Linked DNA regions of Pan troglodytes: region 2 is linked to region 1. Evidence: chromatin contacts called from public HiChIP or PLAC-seq data. All regions are on one chromosome and are shown on one strand. The core of a region is the stretch at or near the end of the contact, and the rest is flanking DNA. Distances in the headings are between cores, read along the strand shown.

The links. HiChIP or PLAC-seq counts read pairs in DNA pulled down with a chosen protein or histone mark.
Region 2: a contact with region 1 is called in an H3K4me3 HiChIP or PLAC-seq map of stem cell-derived excitatory neurons, with 8 times the contacts expected there. The contact joins the promoter of UGCG here to the promoter of PTBP3 in region 1. A contact is called at or near these places in 1 of 7 Hi-C or Micro-C datasets (stem cell-derived neural progenitor cells) and 1 of 1 datasets of contacts at active chromatin or transcription factors (stem cell-derived excitatory neurons).

Annotation. Positions count from the first base shown.
Region 1 is chr11:26,144,567-26,151,782 of NHGRI_mPanTro3-v2.0_pri, reverse strand. PTBP3 (polypyrimidine tract binding protein 3) reads right to left here and starts at 3,789. Exons shown (of 15, transcript NM_001280380.1): 1 at 3,703-3,789; 2 at 1,358-1,391.
Region 2 is chr11:26,581,036-26,588,251 of NHGRI_mPanTro3-v2.0_pri, reverse strand. It overlaps UGCG (UDP-glucose ceramide glucosyltransferase), which reads left to right and starts at 3,565. Exons shown (of 9, transcript XM_016961429.4): 1 at 3,565-4,063. The coding sequence starts at 3,966.

The sequences.
Region 1 (7,216 bases), core at 2,540-5,039:
CACTGTTTACTTAATTTATATTTAAAAATCCAATAAATGGGCCGGGTGCGGTGGCTCACACCTGTAATCCTAGCACTTCGGGAGGCCAAGGAGGGCGGATCACCTGAGGTCAGGAGTTGGAGACCAGCCTGGGCAACGTGTCGAAACCTCGTCTCTATTAAAAATACAAAAAAATTAGCCAGGCATGGTGGCATGTGTCTGTAATCCCAGCTACTCAGGAGGCTGAGGCAGAAGAATCACTTGAACCCCTTCGAAGGTGGAGGTTGTAGTAAGCTGAGATTGTACCACTGTTCCCCAGCCTGGGCAACAGGGAGGCTCCGCCTCAAAAAAAAAAAATCCAATAAATGAAAAGACTTTGGTAAAACTGAAATGATTTATAACCTAGAAGAATCATTATTATAAAATACTAATTATCCAGCTCTCTGGATGTTTGCCTTTTAGACAGAACTCTCATTGCTGACAGCTAGGTATAACGAAAAAAAAGTCAGGCTTTGGTACCAGGAAGACAAGAGTTTGAACACTAGTGCACCACATCTTGGACACAAACTTTCTAAAGCTATTTTTTCACCTCTAAAATGGGAATACTGATTACCTACCTTGAAGGATTGCTATGATTGGTAAAAATACATGTAAAGCACCTGACACATAGTAGGCACTGAAGAAAGAAGTGTCAGCTGCTTATTCTCATAAGCACATCCATGAAAGAGGATATAAGAAAGGACATGGTAAGAAGATAAATCAGAGCCTAGGCTACACTTTTTTTTTTTTTTCCCCCTGAGACAGTTTCTCACTCCCATTGTCCAGGCTGGAGTGCAGTGACACGATCACACTCACTGCAGCCTTGACTTCCCGGGCTCAGGTGATTCTCCCACCTCAGCCTCCCAAGTAGCTGGAACTACAGGCACGCACCACCATGCCCGGCTAATTTTTTTATTTTTATTTTTAATAGAAATAGGGTTTCACTATGTTGCCCAGGCTGGTCTCAAACTCCTGGGCTCAAGCAACCCGCCCACCTCTCAGCCTCCCAAACTGCTGGGATTACAGGTGTGAGCCACCGCACCCGGCCTAAGCCTAGGCTACATTTAACTGCTAAAACAAAGCAAACAAAAAGCATCCTGATAATTTAAGTGAAACTTCGGGCTAAATTTTTTGTTCACATTTTATACACATAATACTATAGTTCCTCCTTATAAATACGTAAAATCCAAAATTACCTCAGGTCTACTTATTTTGGAGCTAAGTAAAAATTAAAGACTATTACACAATAAAGCAGATAATTTTATGAACAGGTGAGACTGAAAATATGCCAAAAGTAAGATATAAAAATGCATATGAAAGGATAGTAAAAGATTCCTACCTTCAAACCGACTGTTATAAGATCTGTAACAACACTGTATGGAAAAAGTAAAAAGAGAAAATGGAAAACAAAGTTAGAGAACAAGTTTTTAAAAGACAGAGATAGTAAGAATAAAGGGGAAAAAGCATTATAATAACAAATAATAAAATAAGAATGTGATGAGTTGTGAAATATTAATACAAAGAAAAATGATGAGACAGTCTAGCAACAGCAGAGTGTAAAAGCAAATCCTTACTACCAATGCAAGAAACAAATCCTGTTATCTTTTAGTATTTAGGAAAGTATAGTCAAACTTCAATAAAAATGAGTGTTTATCCATTTACCTCTATTTAACGAAGCCAACCCAAAACTTAAAATCACCAAAGTTTGTTCTTTTAAGTCACTGGCATGAATAATCGTGTCTGAGGTTTTAAATGAAACAAAACCAGTGCTTGGATTTTACAGAAATAGAAGGCATCTTGCAAATCTGCATTTACCACCCAAAATTGCTCACCAAAATATAGTTAAGACAGTCTCTCAGAACTAAAATAAATACAAACATCACATTTCAGACATCAAAATTTTCAAAGATTTGCTTTTTAAAAATATTCTATCACGTCAAAACTGTGTTTAAGTATAAATTATCTCTTAGGAGGAAACGAACACACACACACACACACACACACACACACACACACATATACGCACGAGAGACAGTTGGGATTTGAGGAGGAACTAGAAAGATATGTTGACTGGTGGCTTGTGGTTTGTTTTTTAACTACCCAAATAAGGAAAAAGGATCTTTTTCAGGCTGTTGGAAAATGTAGAAATTTAATTAGTCTCCTGAAGGCAAAAATGCACTGTATTCTTAAACCACATCCCTTAAGACCAGGGTGTGAAAATCCCCTTTAAAGTCCTGCCATACAAAAATTCTTCTCTTCTAAGCCCCAAGAAACTGTCTTCGATTAATGTTTTTCTTCATATCTCCTAGAAGAAAGCTACGAATACATTCTACATATTGTTAATAACCTATGTCATCATTACCTCATAAAAGTCAACGAATAAATGACTCTAGATGATGTAAACTGTTTTTAAAATACCACGTAGATTTTTTATTTTTCCTTGTAAACTTCTGAAACTTGAAATTCATTTGTCTAAAATTTAAATGTGATAAGTAACTGGACGCTTGCTGCATAAAAAATAAGATTGTGTAACACTATGGTTATTGGTTCTGATACAAAGGGCAAATCATGCTCCGACTTGAACTTCCAAATGAACTTACCTTCCAGTCAGTATCTGTATAACTGCCTTGCATATTCAAACCAATAAACCCACTACTACCTTTAAAACCACAAATAGCGTGAAGGGAGAGTTAACTTCTTAAACACTATCAAAAAGTAAGTTTGCACTTCACAGTTATCCTACAGTTTAACAGCAAAGACGCAAAATTCAAGAGTCCTCTTTATTATAACTATACATTTTACGACACAAAAAAATAGCCTGCTTCCATTATTTAAGTCAAACCTTCCAGACAATTAACTACACATAATGAAATGCTAAATTCACAGCCTGCCTGAACCAAAATATTAGTATGACACAAATCTTTACGACCACAAAATTTTTCAACATATAAAATGCAACCGAATAAGGTAATGTGAAATAAGTTTTCAACAATGTTCTCGAAGAAACTTCAAACAATAAAAACAGCTTCAATTCCCCCCCAAAATATATACACCTACTGTGTACCCAAAAAAGTTATAATTTTAAGAAATTTTTTAAAGCTTCAATCAAATAAAAATAAAGAACATCACAATCATGAATAAAATCTAAAACTCCACTTTGATGTCTGTAGCAGTGTGCAATCTGCATTCAAATGAATCAATCCGAAATGTCATATACACTTAGTATTGTGAAACTAAAATAAATGAAATCTAATGAGGTCAAAAGCTGTTGGAAGATTTCATCTTCTTCAAATAGCATATCATCAACTATATGGCAACATGTGAACGACTTTTACTGTTCTAGCAAGTTGCATATATTCCACAACCTCACAGAAATCTTGTCATCAAAAGTAGGTAACAAGCTAAAAAAAACCTCAAATACATAATGGGAATAAACCGAGTTGGAGATTTTTTTTTAATCCGTAGGTACAGATACTACAACCTTCAATTAATTCACCAAAATCCTAACATAGTTGTTACTTTAATTACCAAAATATGTCAAGTCCCACCCCATATCCCTGAGTCCCCAGAGAACAGTTTATATACATAGACTCTAAACCTTTTTATTTTGGTCACGGACCCCCATTAAATTTTTGAGCATTTGAAATGCCCCCGAAAATCGCTCGTACATCATATTTTACATACACGGGCAGATAATTCATTAAGTTTCTTGGGGAGAGAGAAAGGTGAGGGGGAAGCGTCCATGGTCACTAAGTCCAGACCCCTGGTGTCGAGAAAGCGTTAACGTATCTCACAGCACAAGTCGGGAGACCTCGGCCAAGTCCCGCGGCGGCCCTGGGACCCCGCGTGGGACCATGGCTTGCGACCAGGTCGCCGCCCAGACGTGTACCGACGCGTGCACCCGCCGTCGGCCGCTCGCCCCACCTCGCCGGTAAACAGCAACTCCCCCGGCAGGAGGACGCCCGCCCCGCGCGCCGCCTCCGCCTCCCCCAGCGCCGCGCACCATTTTCTGAGAGGAAGTGTCGGGAGGCCGAGCTGGGCTCCCCGGACTTGGGGCGCGGAGGGCGGACCTCGGCACCGCGGCCGGACCGGGCTTTCCTCTGCTCCCGGGTGTGTCGAGTAAGGCTAGGAAGCAGCGGACGTGTCCGGGGCGCCGCGTGGGGAAAGGAGAGCCTGCGGCGGACGGCGCCTCCGCGATTCCGGGATCCCCACCGAGACGCCCGGAAGCCCCGCCGTCGGGCTTGGCCGGGGCCGCTCCTCCGGCCGCCGGCGCCGCGCACTGCTCCCCAGCCCTTACGCGTCCCGCGAAGAGCCGGGTGGAAGCGGCGCCAGGGCAACCCGGTGCGGCCGCCGCGCCGCCTAGTACTTACCCATCCATGGCCTAGATGGAGGCGCGCACAGAGCAGGGACTGACGGGCTAACCGCGAGCAGAGGAAGCAGGCGGCGGCAGCAGGGCGGTTCCGGGGACAAGCGAGCGTTGGCTCTGCGGAGCCCCGGCCGGTCCGAGGTGGAAGGAGAGTGGGAACAGGGGCGGGGACCGGGCACGCTCCCGCCACCGCCGCGCCCCCGCCTTCCCCACCCCGCGAGCGCGTCCCCGCCTAGCCCGACCCCGCCCCCTCACCGTCCCCGCCCTCCCTCGGGGCCCGCCCCTGCGCTCGCGCCCACCCTCGCCCCGCTGGCAGCCGGCCTCCGGCTCAGCTCTGGGGCGCCCTCTTCCCGCGGTCGCTGTAAGACCCCGCCCCTCGGCCCGGCGCGCGCGCGCGCCCCCAGCCTCCCTCCTGCGTTCGCGGGAGCGCGCGCCTTGTGCTTCCCGCTCCGCCGCGCACCCCGCCCGCCCTCCCGCGGCCCCGCGGGCCTTCCGGCTTCGCAGACCCGGGCTGCCAGGTTTGAATGCCTCCCTCTGCCGGCAGGAAAAGCTTTGGGGACCTGACTCCCAAGAGTAGGCAGGAATGTCCCACGAGGACCCCAGAAACGAGGTGGAATTGCCCCGGGTGCGCGAGGCTGTAGATGGCACGTCCAGGGACCAGCCTCTGGCAGCCCGGCGCTGGAGTCGACCGCTGGGACCGACACCAGCCCCATAGGTGTGGCTGGGACGATGAATGAGGTGAAAGAGGCTGCCCGGACTGGAATTTGTATACAATTTAAGTATCTGAGTGCATTTCGACCTAACCGTCTAGTATTGAATTTATATGAAAAATTCATTGTACAAACATGGAATGGCTATATTCCCAGCATTTTTTAAAAGTTTACTCATTATTCCCTTTTTTCAGATGAAAATACATATACAAAGAGAGTGATTTGCTCACAGTTTCACAACCAGGAAACGTTTGCACCAGAGCCCTTTCCTCTGGTCTGAGCAAAAAGTATATATATAATATAACGAGTGACAACACGCTTGCTTTTTTCCCTTTTTAGTGTGAAATTGAGTACTTTTTCAACTCACAGATAACCAAAATGTAACCCCCTAAACTGTTAAGCCAAATTCTTAACCTACTGAGTAAAAAAGAGCGGGGCTCCTCCCTGTGGCTTCGTCATTTGAAAAGCAACTAACAAGAACCTCAAACATCTATCCTTGCTAATTTCCTGCTTTCAGATCAGTAGGTGCTGCTAAAAAGATCTAAACTGTGGACTCATTCATCATTCAGTCAGTATTAACCTACTATGTGCCGGGCACTGCATGAATACACAAGAAAATCAGGTTCCAGCCGTCACTGTTGAATGGATTCTTCAGTCCGTTTATGTATATTTTTGACATACAACTTTTCAAATAGGTAGAGTAATTCGGTGAGGTAATTCTTAAAGTCCTGTATCTAACCTCAGTCCCCTTCCAAAATGTCAAATATATTTTGTTTTCTATATTAAATCTAAATATTAAGTTGCATTTGTAAACATTGCCAGATGGAAATGTAGAATATCAACAAGATAAGTAGCTGATGCAGTCTTTCTATCACTGTATTTGGGATATATTCTGTTGATGAAATTTCCTTAACTCTTTTTTTAGCTACACAAGTAATATCAGCATAAATGCTCATTTTGGAAAATTCAAGCACTATAAAATATTGAAAAGTTATCATTAATATTTTTCTTCCCAAACCACCCCCTGCCCATGACTACCACTGTAACAATTCTGCGTGCATCCTTCTAGACCTTATTTTTTGTTGTTGTTTGTTTTTTTTTTGAGACGGAGTCTTGCTCTGTCTCCCAGGCTGGAGTGCAGTGGCACAATCTGAGCTCACTGCAACCTCTGCCTCCCGAGTTCAAGTGATTCTCCTGCCTCAGCCTCCTGAGTAGCTGGGATTACAGGCGCCCGCCACCACGCCTGGCTAGTTTTTGTGTTTTTAGTAGAGACAGGGTTTCACCATGTTGGTCAGGCTGGTCTAGAACTCCTGACCTTGTGATCCACCCACCTCAGCCTCCCAAAGTGCTGGGATTACAGGTGTGAGCCACCGCACCCAGCGACCTTTACCATTTTTCTTTTTCTTTTTTTTTTTCACCTAAAAATCCTGGATTATAGCTGGGCATGGTGGCTCACACCTGTAATCCCAGCACTTTGGGAGGCCGAGGCGGGCGGATCACTTAAGGTCAGGAGTTCGAAGCCAGCCTGGCCAACATGGTGAAACCCCCCATCTCTACTAAAAATAGGAAAATTAGTCTGGCTTGGTGGTGCACGCCTGTAATCCCAGCTACTCAGGAGGTTGAGACAGGAGAATCTCAACCCAGTAAGCAGAGGTTGCAGTGAGCCGAGATCACACCACTGCACTCCACCCTGTGTGACAAAGTGAGACTCCAGGCTGGAGTGCAGTGGCACAATCTCGGCTCACTGCAACCTCTGCCTCCCAGGCTCAAGAAATTCCCCTGCCTCAGCCTCTGGAGTAGCTGGGATTACAGGCACCTGCCACCCTGCCTGGCTAATTTTTGTATTTTTAGTAGAGACAGAGTTTCACCATGTTGGCCAGGCTGCTCTTGAACTCCTGACCTCAAGTGATCCACCCACCTCGGCCTCCCAAAGTGCTGGGATTATAGGCGTGAACCACTATGCCCAGCCTCATAATTTCATTTCATAATTTAACCTTTTCCAAAACAGTGGAAATTACGTTGTTTCCAAGTATTCAAAATAACTAACACTATTGCAGAAAATATCATGAATGTATGAGTATCTTTGCACACATATTATTACATCTGAGGAATAGATCCCTAG
Region 2 (7,216 bases), core at 2,316-4,815, 440 kb before region 1:
TGATCTTGGCTCACTGCAACCTCTGCCTACCAGGTTCAAGTGATTCTCCTGCCTCAGCCTCCCAAGTAGCTGGAATTACAGGTACCCACCACCATGCCCGGCTAGATTTTGTATTTTTTGTAGAAACAGGGTTTTACCACGTTGCCTGCCACCACGCCCAGCTAATTTTTCTATTTTTTGTAGAAACAGGGTTTCGCTATGTTGCCCAGGCTGGCTTGAGATCCTCCCACCTTGGCCTCCCAAAGTGCTGCAATTACAGGCCTGAGCCACCGCGCCCAGCCGCAAACTGGTATATCTTATTCAGACATTTATAGCATTTCCAATGTTATACACATATTTGTATACATATATACATAGAACACCTTTAGTGGAACACTCACTAATTTTTTTTAAGAATTTACTTTTTAGAGTAGTTTTAGGTTCACAGCAAAACTGAGCAGAAAGTACAGAAGGTTCCCATATACCCACTGCCATTCCCTCCATCAGCCTCCTCCACTATCAACATCTTGCACCAGAGCACCATATTCGTTACAACTGATGGACCTACATTAACACACCATTATCACCTAAAGTCCATAGCTTACATTAGGGTTCGCTCTTGGTGGTGTATTTTCTACGGGGTTTGCCAAATATATGACATGTATACACTATTATAGGATCATACAGAATAGTTTCACTCACAGCCCTAAAAATCCTGTCATCTATTTGTCCCTCTTTCCTCTGCTCCATGGCAACCACAGATCTTTATACTGTCTTCGTACTCTTCCCTTTTCTAAAGCTGTTTTAAAACGAAGTTTGGGTAAACATAGTTTAACTAGGGTCAAGTATAATATAACTGATCTTTAATCTACTGATTATACTCAATTTAGCAAATTTGTTAACTCTTAAGAATATCTACTTTCACATTTCTTTGGCCTCTTTTTTTGTGTTACTGGTCATACTATATAAAACCCTTTGTTGTAAGGTTCCAGAAAACATTTTTGAAAAAATGCAGAATATAAAACAATGCTTAAATTAAGCAATTGGTGTTCCTCAAATCTAAGAGGGCATTTAATGATAAGATGCAGCATTATTTTATATATCACTGAGATGCACTATTATTTTATATTTGAGTAAAAGAAAACCACAAGCCATTGGCTGGGCACAGTGTCTCACGCCTGTAATCCCAGCACTTTGGGAGGCCGAGGCAGGTGGATCACGAGGTCAGGAGTTCGAGACTAGCCTGAACAATATGGTGAAACCCCGTCTCTACTAAAAACACAAAAATTAGCCGGGTGTGGTGGTGTGCAAATGTAGTCCCAGCTACTGGGGAGGGTGAGACAGGAGAATTGCTTGAACTCAGGAGGCGGAGGTTCCTGTGAGCCTAGATCACGCCACTGCACTCCAGCCTTGGCGACAGAGCGAGACTCCACCTCAAAAAAAAAAAAAAAAGGAAAAACGCCAATTAACTCTAAGATGGCATTGACTGTGAGATGCATTCCCATTTCAGAGAAATTAAAATTTGTTAAAGTGTTTTTTTGAAGTGTGCCTTAGAATTAACTACAATCGTAAATTTTTGTTTGGAACGTCATTTCGATGTTAGAATTCTATTCCACTTTTTTTTAAGACAGGGACTCACTGTCACCCAGGCTGGAGTTAAGTGGTGCGATCACAGCTCACTGCAGCCGCCACTTCCCAGGATCAGGTGATCCTACCACCTCAGCCTTCCCGGTAGCTGGGACTATAGGTGCCATAACCATGCCTGGCTAATTTTTTTTTTTTTTTTTTGTAGAGACAGGGTTTCATCATGTTGCCCAGGCTGGTCTCAAACTCCTGGCCTCAAGCAATCCTCCTACCTGAGTCTCCCAAACTGCTGGGATTACAGGCATGAGCCACTGCGCCTGGCCCTCCATCCTGCTATTTTTATCAGCCAGTAACTCTCAACAGTGGGAATTTGATTTTGAAACATTGTTCTTTCCCACTGATTCTGCACCAGTGGAGCCAAGGATGTTAATCGAGGAATGGTTCGGACATTAACTCTTCTAGTTGTAGTTTGTCATTTAATTGCAGATTGAGGTAGATCATTCAGTGACTATTAACTACCATAAACAGCAATAATAAACAACTTTTCTTTTTTTTAAATTCATCTATTTTTTTTCGAGACAGAGTCTCGCTCTGTCGCCCAGGCTGGAGTGCAGTGGCGCGATCTCGGCTCACTGCAACCTCCGCCCCTCCAGGTTTAAGCAATTCTCTGCCTCAGCCTCCGGAGTAGCTGGGATTACAGGCGCCTGCCACCACGCCCAGCTAATTCTTTGTATTTTTAGTAGAGACGGGGTTTCACCATCTAGGCCAGGCCGGTCTTGAACTCCTGACCTCATGCTCCACCTGCCTCCGCCTCCCAAAGTGCTGGGATTACAGGTGTGAGCCACCGCGCCCAGCCACAACTTCTTTTCAAAATTGAATTCAATTCTGAAATATCTCAAGGGAGGTCATGGATTATTTAAAAGGAAATCACTTGCAACAATAAACATAAAACAATGCAGAAATAGTATAAACTCATCTAGATTGAAGAAACACAAACATTGAGTACTAGCATCTTCTTGGGATGACTTAAAATTAGGACAAATACTTAGTTACCTTACTACCCAAAGTGACATTTCTTCCCATTTTAGAGCTGTGCTGTCCACACGTACAATTAAAATTTTCTAGTACCTAGCCAAAGTATTTAAAAAGAGAAATTAACTTAATAATTTACCTAATTTAATGTAATATGTCCAAAATATTATCTTTTCAACATGCAATCAATATAAAATTTACTAACGAGATGGTCTTCCACATCTGATGTACTGTTTACTCCAGAGTGGCAAGCTGCCTTTCCAACCCTCACTTAGCCACATGTGGCTACCGTATTGGATGGCAGTCTTAGGGAATTTCAATATCAACTGATTCTTTAATTCTGAGTTTGAGAATTTCTTTTTATAATACACACGGTCGCTAAGGCGCTTAGAGATCTGTGAGGCGCATGGAGATTATTTTACTCTCCGGTCCCTTTTGATCCAAGATCCCACAGCATTAAAAGCAGTAAGAGGGAAGGCAATGGGCATCCCTTGCGCCCAGGAACGTGGCCTGGAGGGCCTGGCTGCTCCGAGCAGTAGCAGTGCCCGGCGGGGAGGCTGCAGACGCGGCGTTGGAAGTTGGATTTCTAGACAAGCGCCGGCAGCTGCCCGGAACCCGTGTCTTTTTCTGGCGCACCCAGGAACAGCAGGGCCAGACGGAGAGAGAGCAGCCTCCAGCCAGGCACAGGGTCCCGAGCTGCCACCGACACCGAGGGAGCCCGGCCCAGGGCTGCAGCGCTTTCCGCCTAGGTGGGCGGCAGCGGGAGCGAGCAGCCGGAGGAAGCCCAGCCTGCGTCCTGCGGGCAGCAGGACACGATCTCCCCGGCGCGCTCTCGCCGGCGCCGCAGCGGGCGCGCGGGCGACAGGGTGGGCGTGGACCGGTGGGGGCACCGCCCCTGGGAGAGGCGGGCGCCGCGGTTCCGGGGGCGGGACGTGCCGAGGAGTGGGGCGCGAGCCGCCGGTTTTGATTAGTGCGCGGAGCTGCGGCGGCGGAGCTGCTCGGCCGGGAGCCCGGCGGCGAGACGGAGAGGCGGCGGAGGTGCCCGCGCGCAGGGTCTGGTGGGCGGCCGCGAGGCTCGGGAGAGGCGAACCGGAGCGCGGGGCCGCGGTCGCCCCGACCAGAGCCGGGAGACCGCAGCACCCGCAGCCGCCCGCGAGCGCGCCGAAGACAGCGCGCAGGCGAGAGCGCGCGGGCGGGGGCGCGCAGGCCCTGCCCGCCCCTTCCGTCCCCACCCCCTCCGCCCTTTCCTCTCCCCACCTTCCTCTCGCCTCCCGCGCCCCCGCACCGGGCGCCCACCCTGTCCTCCTCCTGCGGGAGCGTTGTCCGTGTTGGCGGCCGCAGCGGGCCGGGCCGGGCCGGCGGGCCGGGGGATGGCGCTGCTGGACCTGGCCCTGGAGGGAATGGCCGTCTTCGGTTTCGTCCTCTTCTTGGTGCTGTGGCTGATGCATTTCATGGCTATCATCTACACGTGAGTGAGGGACCGCAGGAGGGGCTCGGGGCAGGGGTCCGGGCCTCGGGGACAGGCGAGAATGGGAAACGTTTGCGCTTTGAAGGGGACTGGGCTCGGGCGGGGGTGGAGAAAGCTGATCGTCAGGCTGTTCCCCCCGTTCCCTCGCCCCTCGGACCGGCGGTGGCGGTGGTCTTTGCGAGGGAAAAGTGTTGGGCGTGGGAAGGGTTTGCTGGGTTGCAGGCGACTGCCCAGCCAGGCTAAAGGAGACTGCTCTTACGTGTCAGGCTGAAGGTGGTGGCTTGGTTTGATTGTGCTGGGGATTCGTGTGATTTTTCATCTGGGCCGAGATGTATGGTGTATTGTTTTTTTCTCCCGACCTGGGCCACGTTTCTGTTAGGGTGGTGATTGTGTCCACTTTTCTGGGAGCTGCTCACAGCTATCTGGACACCTCCCTGTGGATTTTCTTCTTCCTGGAAGGGCTCTATGCGCTTAGATAGGTGTGAAGCACCTGTCCACCCTGAAAAATGTCCACCAAACCTCCGAGCTGGCATGATAGCTTTGAGTCCTGTCAGCTTGTACATCTCAGCGTGGTTTTCTTTCCTTTTTTCAGTTCCTCGTTTTATTGTTTTATGTAGATTTGTACTCTCCCCGTGCCGGCCACATCTTTTCATTTTTGTTTAACAAATACTTCTTGAGGCCTACTAGATACCATGCACTGTTATTGGCCAGGGGACATGGTGGTGAGCAGGACAGAATTCCTGTCCTCATGGGGCTTACATTCTAGAAGGAAGGAGCAGATAAAATCTAAATAAGGTTATGAGATTGTGACGAAGCGTGTAAGTAAAATAGAACTGGGTGATGGCGTGAATAGAGACATGGGTTATGTGGCTAGTTTGGTATATCCACTGTTTAAGGTGAAATCTGCCTCTGTAAAGAAATGAAAAAATTGTATAGAGCACATTACTGATATCGATTCACTTGGATTTTTAGTCTGGGGGGAGAAAAGAGCAATTGTATATAGTAATCGTTACCATGAACTAGAATAGAGTGTATGTTAGTGGAAGAGACTTTAAGAAATTAGTTACTTTTAGTTTTTTGGGTTTTTTTTTTTTCCTTTTTACTGCGGAAAAAGTGTGCCTTTGCTTTTGGAAACACTGTATTTTATTAGTATAGTGTGGCATTTCCTGGTACTGAGAAAGATGATGCTGGTACAAGTTATACTGATATTTCTTTGAAAGTGAAAGAAAACATGCCACTTGGATATTGTTGACTTTAGTTTTTGGAGTTGGTGAGCTTAGTCACAGCACATTCTGGAGTTCATTTAAAATATGTGAGTTCTTTTTCTTTAAAAAAATTGTTACTTTTTACCGTCATAAAAATAAAAAATGCTTACTGTGTAAGGAATTTATGCAATAGAGAGAGATGGAGAAAATTAAAACATGCACACACCAAAACTACATTACCTTGTTAACCTTTTGTGACTATCCTTCCAATCTGTGTGTGTGTGTGAGAGAGAGAGAAGGAGGGAGGGGAAGAGGGAAGAGAGAAAAGGACTATATTATGATTATTGTTCTGTAACCTGCTTTAAAGTTCATGTGTTTAATAAATGTTTATTGAAAAGCCGTTTTGTGCAAGGCACTGTTCTAGTTGCTGGAAGAGTGAAGAACAAACATACAAGTCCCCTGTTCACATGGAACTGTCCTGTAAAATGTCTTGACCGTTTTTTGCATGTCAATATCTGTATGATCTCTACATCATTTGTAATAGATGCATGATATTTTAGTTTACCAGGTACCAAGATTTATTTATTATTACTGATGGATGTTTAGGTTGTTTCCAATTTATCTAGATTACAAACAACACTGTGATGAATTTATATGCATACATCTTTGAGAAATGATCTCAGTTATATTTCCGAAAGAGGAATTATTGGGCCAGAAGTGGTGCACATTTTAAACTTTGATACATATTGGCCCCATGGAAATGTTATGTATATTCACAGTCCTGGTAACATTGTATGATGGCCCCATTTTGCCTTACAAACACTAAGTAGCAGGCATTTCACTGTTTTCTGTTTCTATTTTCATTCCTTTAAAGTTACATTGAGCACTTTTAAAATATGTTTATATGCTAGTTACATTTAGATGTAAATTACATACTCATAATCCTTTGCCTGTGCTGCAATCTGTTGCTGAATTCATCTTTCTGATATAAAGGTTGTTTTCTGTCACATGTAGCATTCTTTTCCCCAGTCTGTTTTTTGTCTTTTAACTTTGTACATATATTTGACATGGAGAAAAGTGTGTGTGCATGTGTGTTTTAGGTAGATAGGTCTTTCCGTTTCTTTTACATTTTCTAACTCTTATAATGTTTATATCTTCCTTATTCCTCCAAATTATTATATATGTTAGTCTCTGCTTCCTCTTAGTATTTTTTTCTTAATTTTTTCACATATTACCCTGAATTCACCCAGTATTTTACTTTGTTATATGAGAGCTAGAGCCCTAATTATAGTTTCTTCTAAATATTTAGAGACTTGTCCAGAATTACTTATCAGATGATTATTTGATTATTCCACTGTTTTGAAATATTTTTATTATAAACTAAGTTCTGCTTTATACTTGGGTATGTTTCAAAGCTTCTATTGCCCTTTCTTAACCTATTTTAGATGGCAGATGTTTGTAGGATTTCTGCCAACAATGTCAAAGGTAACATTCAGATTAGAGACATTTCAAATTCAAGAGTCTTATTGTTGAGATTGAAGATTTCCTAAAAATAACTAAAGATTATAGCCTTGGCAAGTTAAATAGCCTTTATGGGTTAATTTTTTTTTTTTTTTTTTAATGGTAAGTGCTAGTGTGGCTTGATAGGTTGGGGCCTAAGGTGAAATTGTGTAAAAGCCTAGAACTGATGGTAGTGTTTCTCTTCTAGCCCTTGGGAGCCACGTTGCTGCGTGATGAAGTGATCTAAGCAGAAACCTTGCTTCATGCTCTCTTCCCTATCCCATCCACCTCATATTATTATTATGTCCCTGTGTACATAAGGTCCTAATGTTTAGCATCAGGCTTTATCTTTCGACTGGAGGTGCTAGGCTAGTGTGGAAATAATTTATGTGTCCTTAAATATTAGCTACCCTCAAGTAAAACAGAGGTCCTTTTTTACCTGGAGGTG